2 separate regions of the Capra hircus genome follow, and region 1 is linked to region 2. A link is a contact called in public Hi-C data. All regions are on one chromosome and are shown on one strand. Each heading gives the region's core, a stretch centred on a gene start, on an enhancer-like site or on the middle of the called end of the contact. The rest is flanking DNA. Distances are from core to core; before and after follow the strand shown. Region 1 holds the start of LOC102185621 (glutathione S-transferase Mu 1). Region 2 holds the start of GNAI3 (guanine nucleotide-binding protein G(k) subunit alpha).

Region 1 (5,904 bases), core at 3,051-5,550, 130 kb after region 2:
ACTTGGATGCAATCTCAAAAAAGACAGAATGATCTCTGTTCGTTTCCAAGGCAAACCATTCAATATCACAGTAATTAAACAGACTAGTCCATTAAAGAAGAATTATTAGTCTATAGTTTTGGACACACGTGCATAAAAATGTAATTTTGTGACACCAATAATCAAAGAGAAAGGACAGAGTTGTATAAGAGCAAATTATTTAAGAGCTATTTGAATTAAGCTGGTATAAATTCAAACTGAAAAAACTAAGATCATGGCACATGGTCCCATCATTTCAAGGCCAATAGTAGGGGAAAAAGCGGAAGCAGAGACAGATTTTCTTTCCTGGGGCTCCAAAAGCACTGTGGACAGTGACTGCAGCCATGAAACTAGGAGACGCTTGCTCCTGGGAAGGAAAGCTATGGCCAACCTAGACAGCATGTTAAAAAGCAGCGACTTCACTTTGCCAGCAGAGGCCCCTATAGTCAAAGCTGTGGCTTTTCCAGTAGTCATCTACCAATGTGAGAGTTGGACCCTAAAGAAGGCTTTCCAATTGTGGTACTGGAGAAGACTCTCAAGAGTCCTTTGGACTGCAAGGAGATCAAACCAGTCAATACTAAAGTAAATCAACCCTGAATATTCATTGAAAGGACTGATGCTGAAGCTCCAATACTTTGGCCACCTGATGCAAAGAGCAGCCTTATTGGAAAAGACCCTGATGCTGAGAAAGATTTAAGGCAAAAGGAGAAGGGGGCAGGTGAGGACGAGATGGTTAGATAACATCACTGATTCAATGGACATGAATTTTAGCAAACTCCGGGAGATAGTGGAGGACAGAGGATCCTGGCACGCTGCAGTCCATCCGGTTGCAAGGAGTCAGACATGACTTAGCGACAGAACAATAACATCAAAAAATAAGAAATCACAAGCTTAGGAGAGAAACTGAAAACACAGAATGCAAACACGGAACACAGCAAGAGCATTGCTAAGGGGGAGATTTATGGCTAGAAATGTCTACTTTAAAAACAAGAGGATCTCAAATAAACATCCTAACTTTATAAATTAAGGAATTAGGAAAAAAACCGAAATAAATAGAAGGAAATAATAAAGATTATGGCAGAGATAAATAGAAAAATAGAGAAAATCAATGAAAATTTTAAAGAAATTCCTTTGAAAGATTTATGAAATTAACAAAATTGACAAACCTTTAGCTACACTAAGAAAGAAGGGAGAAGATGCAAATTACTAAAATCAGAAATGAAAGTGGAACAGGACTACTGAGTCTACAGAAATAAAAATATTGCAACAGAGTACTACAAGGAATCATATGCCAACAAACTGGATAATCTAGATAAAATTAAAATGTTCCCAGAAACACAAAACATGACAGGACAGAAACACAAAGAAATGTAATTCCACATGTTATTTGTTTTAAATTTAATTCCTGCTTAAATTCTTGAAGCCTTGCTTATATTTATTTGTTCTGAAAACTATGACATCTGACTCTTTGTGACCCCATGGACTGTAGCCCACCAGTCTCCTCTGTCCACGGAATTTTCCAAGCAAGAATGCTGGAGTGGCAGGCGGATTCTTTACCACTGCACCACCTGTAAAGTGCCCATCTTAAACTATAAATTATAGTTTATAACTATAATTAAGTTTAAGATTTATAACTATAAATCTTACAAATTATGGTTTTTATTTTCTATTCAGATTAAAAAATATCCTTTATATCCTGGATTACAAAAGTTTATCCAGATAATCTTTAAAAACTTTAAAAAATTACTATCAAGTAGGACACAATTTAATACTACTGTTGGTATTTAACGTGTTGGTTTGTGTTCTGAGGCTGTTTTACATAGAATTTGAAATTTACTCTGGGAGTTCAGAATGTCAGCAGTAGAGCTGGAAGGATGGAGTGCAGAGCAGAGTCAGATCAGAGGCAGGATTCTTGACTGGATACTGGACACTATGTGTTCTGATGTCCTGCGCAATGTTCTCTAAAATATTAGAACCTGTCAATACTTACAGTCAAGCGAGAGCACATGTAAATCCAGAAGATGTGGCCGCTTTAACACTGAATTTCAGTGAGGCAACCACTGGTTGCATCAGGCCCTTCTGCCCTCTCTCCAGTTTTCCCTCTGCCAGAGTCCCCCTGCCCCTGCTGCCTTCCACACACCCACTGCCCCCACCGGTGGGACCCCTGGGCCTGGGGGCTGAGGCTGAGAGCCTGTTCCGCCAGCCCCCTCCTCCTCCTGCAGGACTGACGTCTTCCTCCTGATGGGCTGCCTGTGCTGCGGCCCATCCCTGTGTCCCCAGTTCCTTGTCCCAGCAGGCACGGCCTCTTTCTCCTGCCTTCAACCTCCCTCCCTCTCAGTGCTCCTCAGAGATTTTGAACACTTAAAAATCTCTTCTATATTTTAAAATCTCTCCTTGTATTTCCTAGCTGAGTTCCAGCCTTTAGTACCCAGAATTTTCTTTTTCTTAGTGCTGCTCTATGACAGAATTTCAATGATTTTTGTAAATAAATGACTGACTGACTGAACACTAGCATAACAATATCTGATCTACATATTTTAACCGTTATTATTCTGTTTAGTGTTTTTAAGAAAGTCATATTCTCAGTGGAATCCGGTCATGTGTCTTTTCCAAGCTCAAGATGTGTAAAACTCAGAATGACAACCCCTTTATAATATGAAAAATATAACTATTAAGAGAGGCAGCACTTTTGTGTGGCCAGAGCCACTATCGCCTCCCTTTGGGCAAAACGACGAGGGAATCTGCCTTTCCCTATCTGCCTCCTGAGTCTGGACCCCTAGCTGAGCTCTGAGGACTGGCAGGGTGGGAATGGCTAGGGGCATCCACAGAGGGACTGAGCTCTGCTGGTCTCTGCTGATAACATTTTCCCTGCTCCCTAGCTTAGCAGAGATGTGTAGACTCTGAGTCTGTGATTTAACATGGATTAGAGAAAGTCTGTCTTCTTCAAACCCCCACTCCATACTTTATCTTGGTGGTCTGAAACCTTTATTCAATACTGGGACCTTTCTATCCTTAAAAAGTGTTAGCTAATTTTAAACTGACTTTCCTGTAGAGTTCCAAGCTTGCCTTTTAACTTCTGAAATCGATTTGTTTTCAAAAGGTCTTATCGTCTCTTTTTGTGTATCCATTACTTTGTAGTGTACTTTAAACAAGGGAAAAGGAAATACAGGCCAACCTTGTCTTCTCGTAATTTTGAAATAGACTTCAATCTTCAAAGAGGAGAGTTGGCAGGTGGGACATTGTTTTTGAGGAGGCTGTATCACAGAGTGACATGAAAGGACACCTGAGCCACCCTCTCCTACACAAAACCACACCTGGGTCAAGATCAGGGCAGGAATCTGTGGACATGGACAGCCAGGCTGTGCCGGACCCACTCTGACTGCAATCCTGCGTGGTGTCCTCCAGGCTCCTTGCTGGCCACCCCTACCAGTCCCCCTCGCAGCAGGAGAGGCTCCTAGCTGCTCAAAAAACAGCTCTCCCTGCTTCATTCAGAGCCCTCTGTGACTACCACAGTCCAGGTCACTGACCCAGTCAAAATGAAGTACATCTAGCTGGTTGTGGGGTTATTTCTGGAGTTGTACCTGGATATCTTCTTTGCTGGACCTGCTTCTGTATTTGGATTCATTGTTTAGGCCATAAATCTACTTGATTAATTTACATTTGATTATTATCACTCTTAGCTACACGACTGAAGGGATGAGTCCCCTCTAGTCCCTGAAAAGAAAGCACTGACAAACTTCTTCCTGCACCTTGTGGGTGTTTCTTGTATCCCATTAATAGTCTGTTCTAGAAGATATGCTGCCGTCAGGGATTGTAAAGAGTCGGGGGAGCGTGAGGATTACTTGGAGTACTGATCTTCCTGTGCCAGCGGCTCATTTAGAGTTTCGATTTGAGGAGCACCCACTCTTAGACTTAACTTGGCAGTTAAGAGCTTCCCAGAGCCCAAGGGAACTCGGTAACCCAGGAGCAAGTCTCAATGATCGTGGGAGGGCAGGGGAGGTGGAAGATTCGTGCTGTCGTTAGGATTCAGGCTTGTTTCCCGAGAGCACTACCAACTTCCCCGATTTAGCTGAAATCGGACTGCCGACGGGAACCAGGCTGCCCTCAGCGTCCTGGTGCCCAGAGCTCGGCTCCCGAGTTTTGAGGCTGGAGGGGGAAATGGACTACTTCGACTGCCCGGGGCGCAGATGCCTCGTTGAAGAGTCCCGGGTGCCCCTAGTGCCAGGAAGCTTCGGAGATTGGGCAATAATTGGGAGCGGGACAAAGAGACGAGATGGGGCGTGGCCTCACTCAGGCCACACCCAGGCATCGGATAAACATCCAAATCAACGGTGCAGAGCTAGAAACCCGATCCACAGACGCTGACTATGGCGATGACCCTGGGTTACTGGGACCTCCGCGGGGTGAGCGGGGGTCCGCTAGGGCGGGTGGGATGGAGGCGGGCGGGGATATGCTGCGCAGTTGGGGACCAGTAAGCCAGAAATGTTTTCTGCTCGCTGCAGCCTAGCCCCTTCGCACCGCCGCCTCCTTCCAAGGGGTGTGCGTGCTGTGTGTGTGTGTGTGTGTGTGTGTGTGTGTGTGTGTGCTCAGAAGTGGGTGGATGGGGGAGAGGGCTGGGAGTATGGGAGTGACTGGAACGGTGAAAGTTTTGCAGTCAAGACCTGACGTCTGCCCTGTGTCCTGGCATCTTTCTCAGCTAGCCCACTCCATCCGCCTGCTCCTGGAGTACACAGACTCAAACTATGAGGAAAAGAAGTACACGATGGGGGACGGTAATGGCATCCTTGTCATGGCCTGACTTCTGCTCAACTCATGCTGGTTTGGTGCCAAGCATCCCATGTCCTGACCCCTGTTGTTCATGTCTAACGCCTTCCACCAGCTGGAGCAGGGACCTGCCCCTTCCCCAGCGCTTTAGGGTGCAGCTGGCCTCCAAGGAAGGATATGAGAGCCCACAGCTGGGTCCTGTATCAGCCATTGGCACAGGCTCCCCTTAGTGCTTACCTAAATCCTTTGTAAGGATTACTCATGTAGTTTCAGGAAATTCCTGTTTGTTTTTTCCCTCAAAGCTCCATGTGAGATTAGTGGTTCAGATTTCAGATCCACCAGTTCAGGGGCGGGGGGGTCTTGCCCCTGACTCCTTGGTAGGTCCTCTGGGAAGGAGGGTTGGATTTGTGGGAGGTTGTTTCAGTGCATCTTCTTTTTCTCAGCTCCTGACTATGACAGAAGCCAGTGGCTGAATGAAAAATTCAAGCTGGGCCTGGACTTCCCCAATGTAGGTGCAGGGGCTGGGGTGCTGGGAGGGGGAGTAGACAGTGTCTCTATCCATCTCCTTTCCTGGCTTAGAGGTTTCAGGAACAGGTACCTTCTGCTCTGTCTCTCAGCTTCCTGGTTCTGTTTTCTGCCTTTCCATGATGCTCTGTGTCCCAGCTCATCCCTCCATTTTATAGCATGTTATTTAGTGCCCACCATGGGACAGGCTCTGTGAAAGCCAGGTTTCATTTCTGCCCTTGCTCAAGGGAGCAGATGCAGGGGAGCCTGGTGGCCCACCTGACCTGGCTTTGTTGTTCTTCCAGTTGCCCTACTTAATTGACGGAGCTCACAGGCTCACCCAGAGCAAGGCCATCCTTCGCTACATTGCTCGCAAGCACAACATGTGTGAGTGGGGCTGGGGTTGGGGACCGGGATAAAGGTGGCCATGCCTTGGGCTGGGCTGGGAGGGGATACTGAGGGTGAGTCTCTGTTGTGTGGGTACAGGTGGGGAGACAGAGGAGGAGAAGATTCGCGTGGATGTATTGGAGAACCAGGCTACGGACACTGTTAATGACTTTATTATGCTCTGCTACAACCCGGAATTTGTGAGTCTCCTCCTGCTGATCTGGGATGGAT
Region 2 (6,021 bases), core at 55-2,554:
CTGGCAAATAGGTACTCCATAAATATTGTTTTTTCTTCCCTTCTTCTTGCCCTTTCTTCCCGTAAGTACTGATATTCTAACAGTCACTAGGAAGAGTAGGAGGCTTGGAACTTTGAAGAACTGGCATTGACAAATTAAGGTGCATGAAGCTATTTAATGTGGTTTTCAAGAAATCCCTCTAATGATCATCAGTCACCGTATATATCTTTCTGTTGGGATCTTATATTCTAAGGTCTAGGTTCGATTGGGGAAATAATATTTAATCATAGGGAAAGGTCTTGGAGGCTGCAAGAGTTCCCCTCCCTAGAATGTACGGTGAATGTTTTTGTGGGGCTCTTTGGAAGTAACGGTAACGTAGGGCTACTTTCACCACAAAATCCAGGATTATGAGTAAAAAGAGTATCAGTGTGGGGCTTTCATAGGGGATTTATCAACTTCCAGGTGATACTATAGCTGAGAAACAAATTTTACTATGACTTCTCTTTTTGTGTGTTACCACAGCAGGAAATTTTAATAGAGATTCACAGGATGCGCTGGTTTGTTTTAGGGTGTGAACTTTGGTTGACTAATCTTGGTAGAAGTCCTAAGTCCTTAACGCACGACAATATGTCAGGGCTAAATCTGGCTTGTGTGGGGGAAAGGCAGCATGGAAATTTCATGGAAAAACCACATTCTTACCTTATGTAAGATCTGTTACCGATTTCAAGAGACCCTTTACCGACATAGTAGCTGGGCAACTCAAGCCCACTGGGTACCAGTAGGTGAGCCAGAGGAGAGGGCAGAAAGGGACTGCAAAGTCCCAGGCATGGTGGGTCTTAACTTATTCCAGACGTGGAGCCTGACTGCGTCGAGGCCCAGACTGTAATTCTCATCCCATAGCTCTGGCTGGGACGACGCCAACAGACAAACTATCCTACGCTTGGTCTCAGATCTCCACAGCCAGAATTAAAATGGTTTTCTGGCCAGTGGAAAAATTCCCAGCAGAAATTCCCGTGCGGATTGCGGGCTTTTACTTGGGAATTCCCATTCCCCACCCCAATCGGCCGTGCGACCTCGGGAGGGTGCCTTGAACCGGAGAAACCAGTCCCTGGTATCTCTATATTCATCCAAATAAGACAGCCAAAAATGTGAAAGGGGATTAAAGTCGAGCGGCGCCCGGTAAGCTCGACAGGGCCGCCCTACATCTCGGAACCGACGCTCGGCGTCCTGGTCTCTCTCTCCCCCCGTACTTCCGCTTTTGGTTACGCCTCCTTTACCCCAGCTAAGGAGGTCGAAGAAGTAACGGCCGCGGGCGTTGCCGGAAGTGTCGTAAAACGCCGGATATCCGGTTTCTCTGGGCGCCCTGGGAGCTGACGGAGAGGGCCGCCGCCCAGTAGTAGACTGTGTCTCCGCCTGCCAAGCCGCAGTCTCCGCGGTTTTTGAGTGAGCCCCGGCCCGGTCCCTTCTTTCGCCGCCGCCATGGGGTGCACGTTGAGCGCCGAAGATAAGGCGGCGGTGGAGCGAAGCAAGATGATCGACCGCAACTTGCGGGAGGACGGGGAGAAAGCGGCCAAAGAAGTGAAGCTGTTGCTACTCGGTGAGGGGCTGGGGGCGGGGCTGGCGGGGTGGTTTAGAGGGCCCAGGCACTTGAGAGTCCTAATGGGGGGTCGGGCCGGGCGGGAGGAGAGGACCCCGAAGAATCTGGAGGGCGTGACGGACGTGGGGCGGGGTGTGGGGTTGTGGCTGGTGCCGGAGGGCATGATGAGGGGGTGGGGTTTTGGGGTTGTAGGAATTAGGCTGGAAAGAGGGTGTGCCACCATGCTGGGATTGTGTTTAGCGAAGGAGCTTCTAAATGTGGTCCAGTAGGACATTGAGACTGTATTAGGAATATGGGACAAGCTCATAAAGGAAGAGCTGATGTTAGAGAAGGTTTTTCAAGGGAAGGGTTAGAGTGAGTTGGTGTTGAGGACGGGAGAGTGTGTTGGGCTTGTATAATGGATTGTGAGTTTGGAGCGTGGTGATACTTTATGACATTAGAGCTGGGGGGGGGGCTTGAATAATGAATATAAATAGAGAGGGGGTCTTGAACAGAGTGGTCACGTAGGACCCTGTCATTTATTAGAGAGTGGACATTTTGAGCTCTCGCTGAGGTGGAGGAACCCTGGGTCATCCAGGAACATAAAGGTGTATGGTTGAAATAACTGAAAAGTTCTCAGGTGTAAAGGGAAAGAGTTTGAGTGTAGAGGCTGTGTGTATTTATCCACTATTTCCTATTATTTTTATTTTCTTAAGGTTTTTTTTATAACTCCTTCCACTGTTTTTATAAGAGCTGGTGTGAGCTGAGGATATTTAAAGCCTGTCTTGTTTGAGGTTTGTGGCATAGGATGTGATGATGACAATAGATTACACAGTGAGAGTTGATGAATATTTGCTAGGGATGGTGTGCAGTGGGAATGCAGTTATCTTAGGATAAATTATGGAATTTGACTTACTGTAAAAGATGTGATTGTGACAGACTTCTGTTGAGCTGGGGTTTTTTGTTTGTTTCTTCAAACGAAAAGTACTGGCTTCAGGAATTTATTTTACTTGACATTCGTTTTAGGTTGTTTCTATGTACAGTCAGATGCATTTTACTCAGCCTGGTTGGTTTTAGAATTTTTGAGAAATTGTTTTCTAGAAGCTCAGTGAATCATATAAAATACCCTGATGTCAGCTTACCAATAAATCAGGCCACATTTTTTCTTCACTGTTAGTATTTTCTAGGGATCTGTTAGGGAAGAATAAATGGAAGTAATGGTTTCTGTAAGCAGTAGAACTTTGCTCTTTAAAACAGTTGATTTTGGGGAAAAAGAAGTTGCTTTAGGAGAAGTGCCTAATTTTTATGGTGTGAAGCTCCAGAGGACAGAACGCACCACCGTAACCCAGGGTTTATTCTGCATTCAGGGTGCTCCTGCTAGTCTTTTCATGGTAACGTGTTTGACAGTCTGTTGATTGCAGAAGCCTTGGTAACAGCTTTTTGAATAAAGGGAGGAAGTTATGCACTGGAGTTTGAGCCTTCAGTTTGAATACTTACTCTTACAGAATGTATGAAAAAAAAATTTGAAGTTCCAAACTGCTACTCTTCCATATAACGGGTATCATTTGTGAATGAGCATGGTCCCTGGTACGTAGTAGATGCTTAAATATAAACTGTTAACCAGCGTGTGTCAGCTACTGTTGGACATAGCTCCTTGGGACCTTTCAGGTGTTTGATATAAACTATAGTACTCAAGGCATTAGCATTGTTTCTATCGATCAGTTGGTTATGAAAGTAAAGGTGTGTTTTTATCTTCTATGGTTATTTTGGTTTACATTCATAATCAGAGATCCTCTCAGGATATTAGGTTGTTGTAATACAGGACTTTATAAATAGTGCATTTAATTAAAAACAAAATTAAACACATGATCACTTAGGAAATTTCAAAAGCAGTAGGTAAAAATCAAGGTACTACAACATTTGCTTTTCCTTTTTAATCAATTTCATTGTTTTAAGTAAGTTTTTTTTAATCTTGAGCAAGTTAAATGAACAGATTCAAGCAGGTTGCAGAGAGAGATGCATTTGCTTGAGTCATGACATAACACATATATGAAATTAAAGTTATCTTCTTTGCTATTTCTATAAACAAAATGCACTCATCACAGTAAACAAATAATTTTGCTGTTGAATACCTCCTTTGATATACATGCAAGTCATTTTTACTTCCTCTCTGTAAAACTATCAAACTTGGTCTAAGTTGCAGTCACTTATTATTTTAACAAAATGAATGTTACCAATTAAAGTTACTATAGAAATTCAGGAGGAATGCAGTATTATAATTGTTTTGTTACTTTTTGTTTAAATTTCTTTTAGATGTATTATTGAGAAGCTCTTGATATACTAGTGTCTAATCATAATATTCTGTAAAGAAACAAAATTATGTTATACAGGGCTTCCTAAGCAGATGGTAGTGCATAGGAAGGTTTGCAGTGTGCTGTTGGCAAATGTTTTATGGTTTTGAAATTTTAAATCATTTTTATGATTTTAAATCATTTTGTAACTAACTTTTCAAATTTCATAGCAGTTAGAATGATATTTGAACATTTTTGGTATGATTCCACCAGTACACTTTCTGAGTTTGGCAATTGAAAATATTTGATTTGGAAGATTTATACCAATTAGTGTTTAATATCATCTATAACGTTTTATACTTTTTCATGTCATAATTTTATAATATAAAAGAAAGTACGTTATTTTCATCAGGTCCCTCCAGTTTATTTGGCAGTCTATACAAGTATTATAATTTTAAGCATGCAGCATGATGTGACCAAAGTTGGGAATCACTGGTATAATGGATATGAGCACTGCTTTTGGAGTCACATAAAACTGAATTCAATTCCCACCTCCATTTACTAGCTGTGAGACCCAGAGCATGTAACTTAACCCTAGGAGTCTTACTTTCATATATAAAGTGGGGATGTGATACTTATTTCTAAAGCTCAAATGAGATAATATATGTAAACTGTTTAGCAAATAAATACTAACTAAACGGTGACTTCTGTTACAACGATTGGAAAACGTCATTTTAGTTGCTTTTTTCAAGAGTGTTTCAGACAGATATTTGATTATTTTTCAAATATTAATGAACCCTTTTCAGAGACCTTCAAAGAATTTTAATACAACTCTTTTGTGGTAAAAGGAATTAAACATTATCTTTTAGTTTTGTGAGTTATTGAATGATCTACTCCGGTGCTGTCTCGATCCATTTCTTGATAGTTCCCCTTAGCAGACCTTGAGAAAGCATTGTTATCAAAATGAGGTTAGTGCCTTCTTCTTTAGGATTTTGCTGGTAGTGGCAGGGCAAAAATTAAGTTGCATGCAGAGTAGTAGTTAATTAGTTAGTAAAGTCGCTCAGTCGTGTCTGACTCTTTGCAACCCTGTGGACTGTAGCCCACCAGTCTCCTCCAACCATGGGATTCTCCAGGCAAGAATACTGGATTGGAACTGTCTAATTCACTTAAACCCTATATTTTATAATTTATTTACATTTAAGTATCTGCATGTTACTGACTGAATATGCTTGTTATTGAAAATCGGACTGTCCTTTGATAAATATGCTATTATTTTAAACTCTCATAAGATGATATTGTTTATAATGTTTGCTATTTGGCATAAGATTCATAGCTTTGATTTCTTGTGATGGTGCATCTCATGCCTGGGCAAAAGAAACTGGCATAAAACATTGAAATTCACATGCAAGAATAGGTTGGTTTGTTTCTTATAAGAATTTACTATTCTTTGTGTCTTTTATTTGCATTTCTACAGTCTGAAAGTGTGGTATCCTTTTCAGCAGTTACAATATTGTGATCTTGCCTGAGTATGCTAATTCTGTTGTAAGTACAGGAATGACCATAGAGTTGGGTGCTTAGTACTTCTGGATTTGATGGGACCTTTAACTTTGTAATGGTTGCTGCAACTGTGTTTTGTTAAAAATAATTTTTAGCATATTAAACATATTTTAGTCTATTCAGTTCAGTTCAGTCACTCAGTTGTGTCCGACTCTTTGTGACCCCATGAACTGCAGCACGCCAGGCCTCCCTGTCCATCATCAACTCCTGGAGTCCACCCAAACCCATGTCCATCGAGTCGGTGATGCCATCCAACGTCTTATCTTCTGTCACCACCTTCTCCTCCTGCCCTCAATCTTTCCCGGCATCAGGGTTTTTTCAAATGAGTCAGCTCTTCGCATCAGGTGGCCAAACTTTTGGAGTTTCAGCTTCACCATCAGTCCTTCCAATGAACACCCAGAACTGATCTCCTTTAGTATGGACTGGTTCGATCTCCTTGCAGTCCAAGGGACTCTCAAGAGTCTTCTCCAACACCACAGTTCAAAAGCATCAATTCTTCGACGCTCAGCCTTCTTCACAGTCCAGCTCTCACATCCATACATGACCACTGGAAAAACCATAGCCTTGACTAGACGGACCTTTGTTGACAAAGTCTCTGTTTTTTAATACGCTATCTAG

What was found. Hi-C and Micro-C count contacts between places; a contact is called where the count stands out from the background.
Region 1: a Hi-C map of blood shows a contact between it and region 2, with 5 times the contacts expected there. The contact joins the promoter of LOC102185621 here to the promoter of GNAI3 in region 2. A contact is called at or near these places in 2 of 5 Hi-C or Micro-C datasets (both in blood).

What each region holds. Positions count from the first base shown.
Region 1 is chr3:86,766,349-86,772,252 of ARS1.2, forward strand. LOC102185621 (glutathione S-transferase Mu 1) reads left to right here and starts at 4,301. Exons shown (of 9, transcript XM_018045877.1): 1 at 4,301-4,421; 2 at 4,715-4,790; 3 at 5,226-5,290; 4 at 5,592-5,673; 5 at 5,773-5,873. The coding sequence starts at 4,386.
Region 2 is chr3:86,634,931-86,640,951 of ARS1.2, forward strand. GNAI3 (guanine nucleotide-binding protein G(k) subunit alpha) reads left to right here and starts at 1,305. Exons shown (of 9, transcript XM_018045872.1): 1 at 1,305-1,576. The coding sequence starts at 1,459.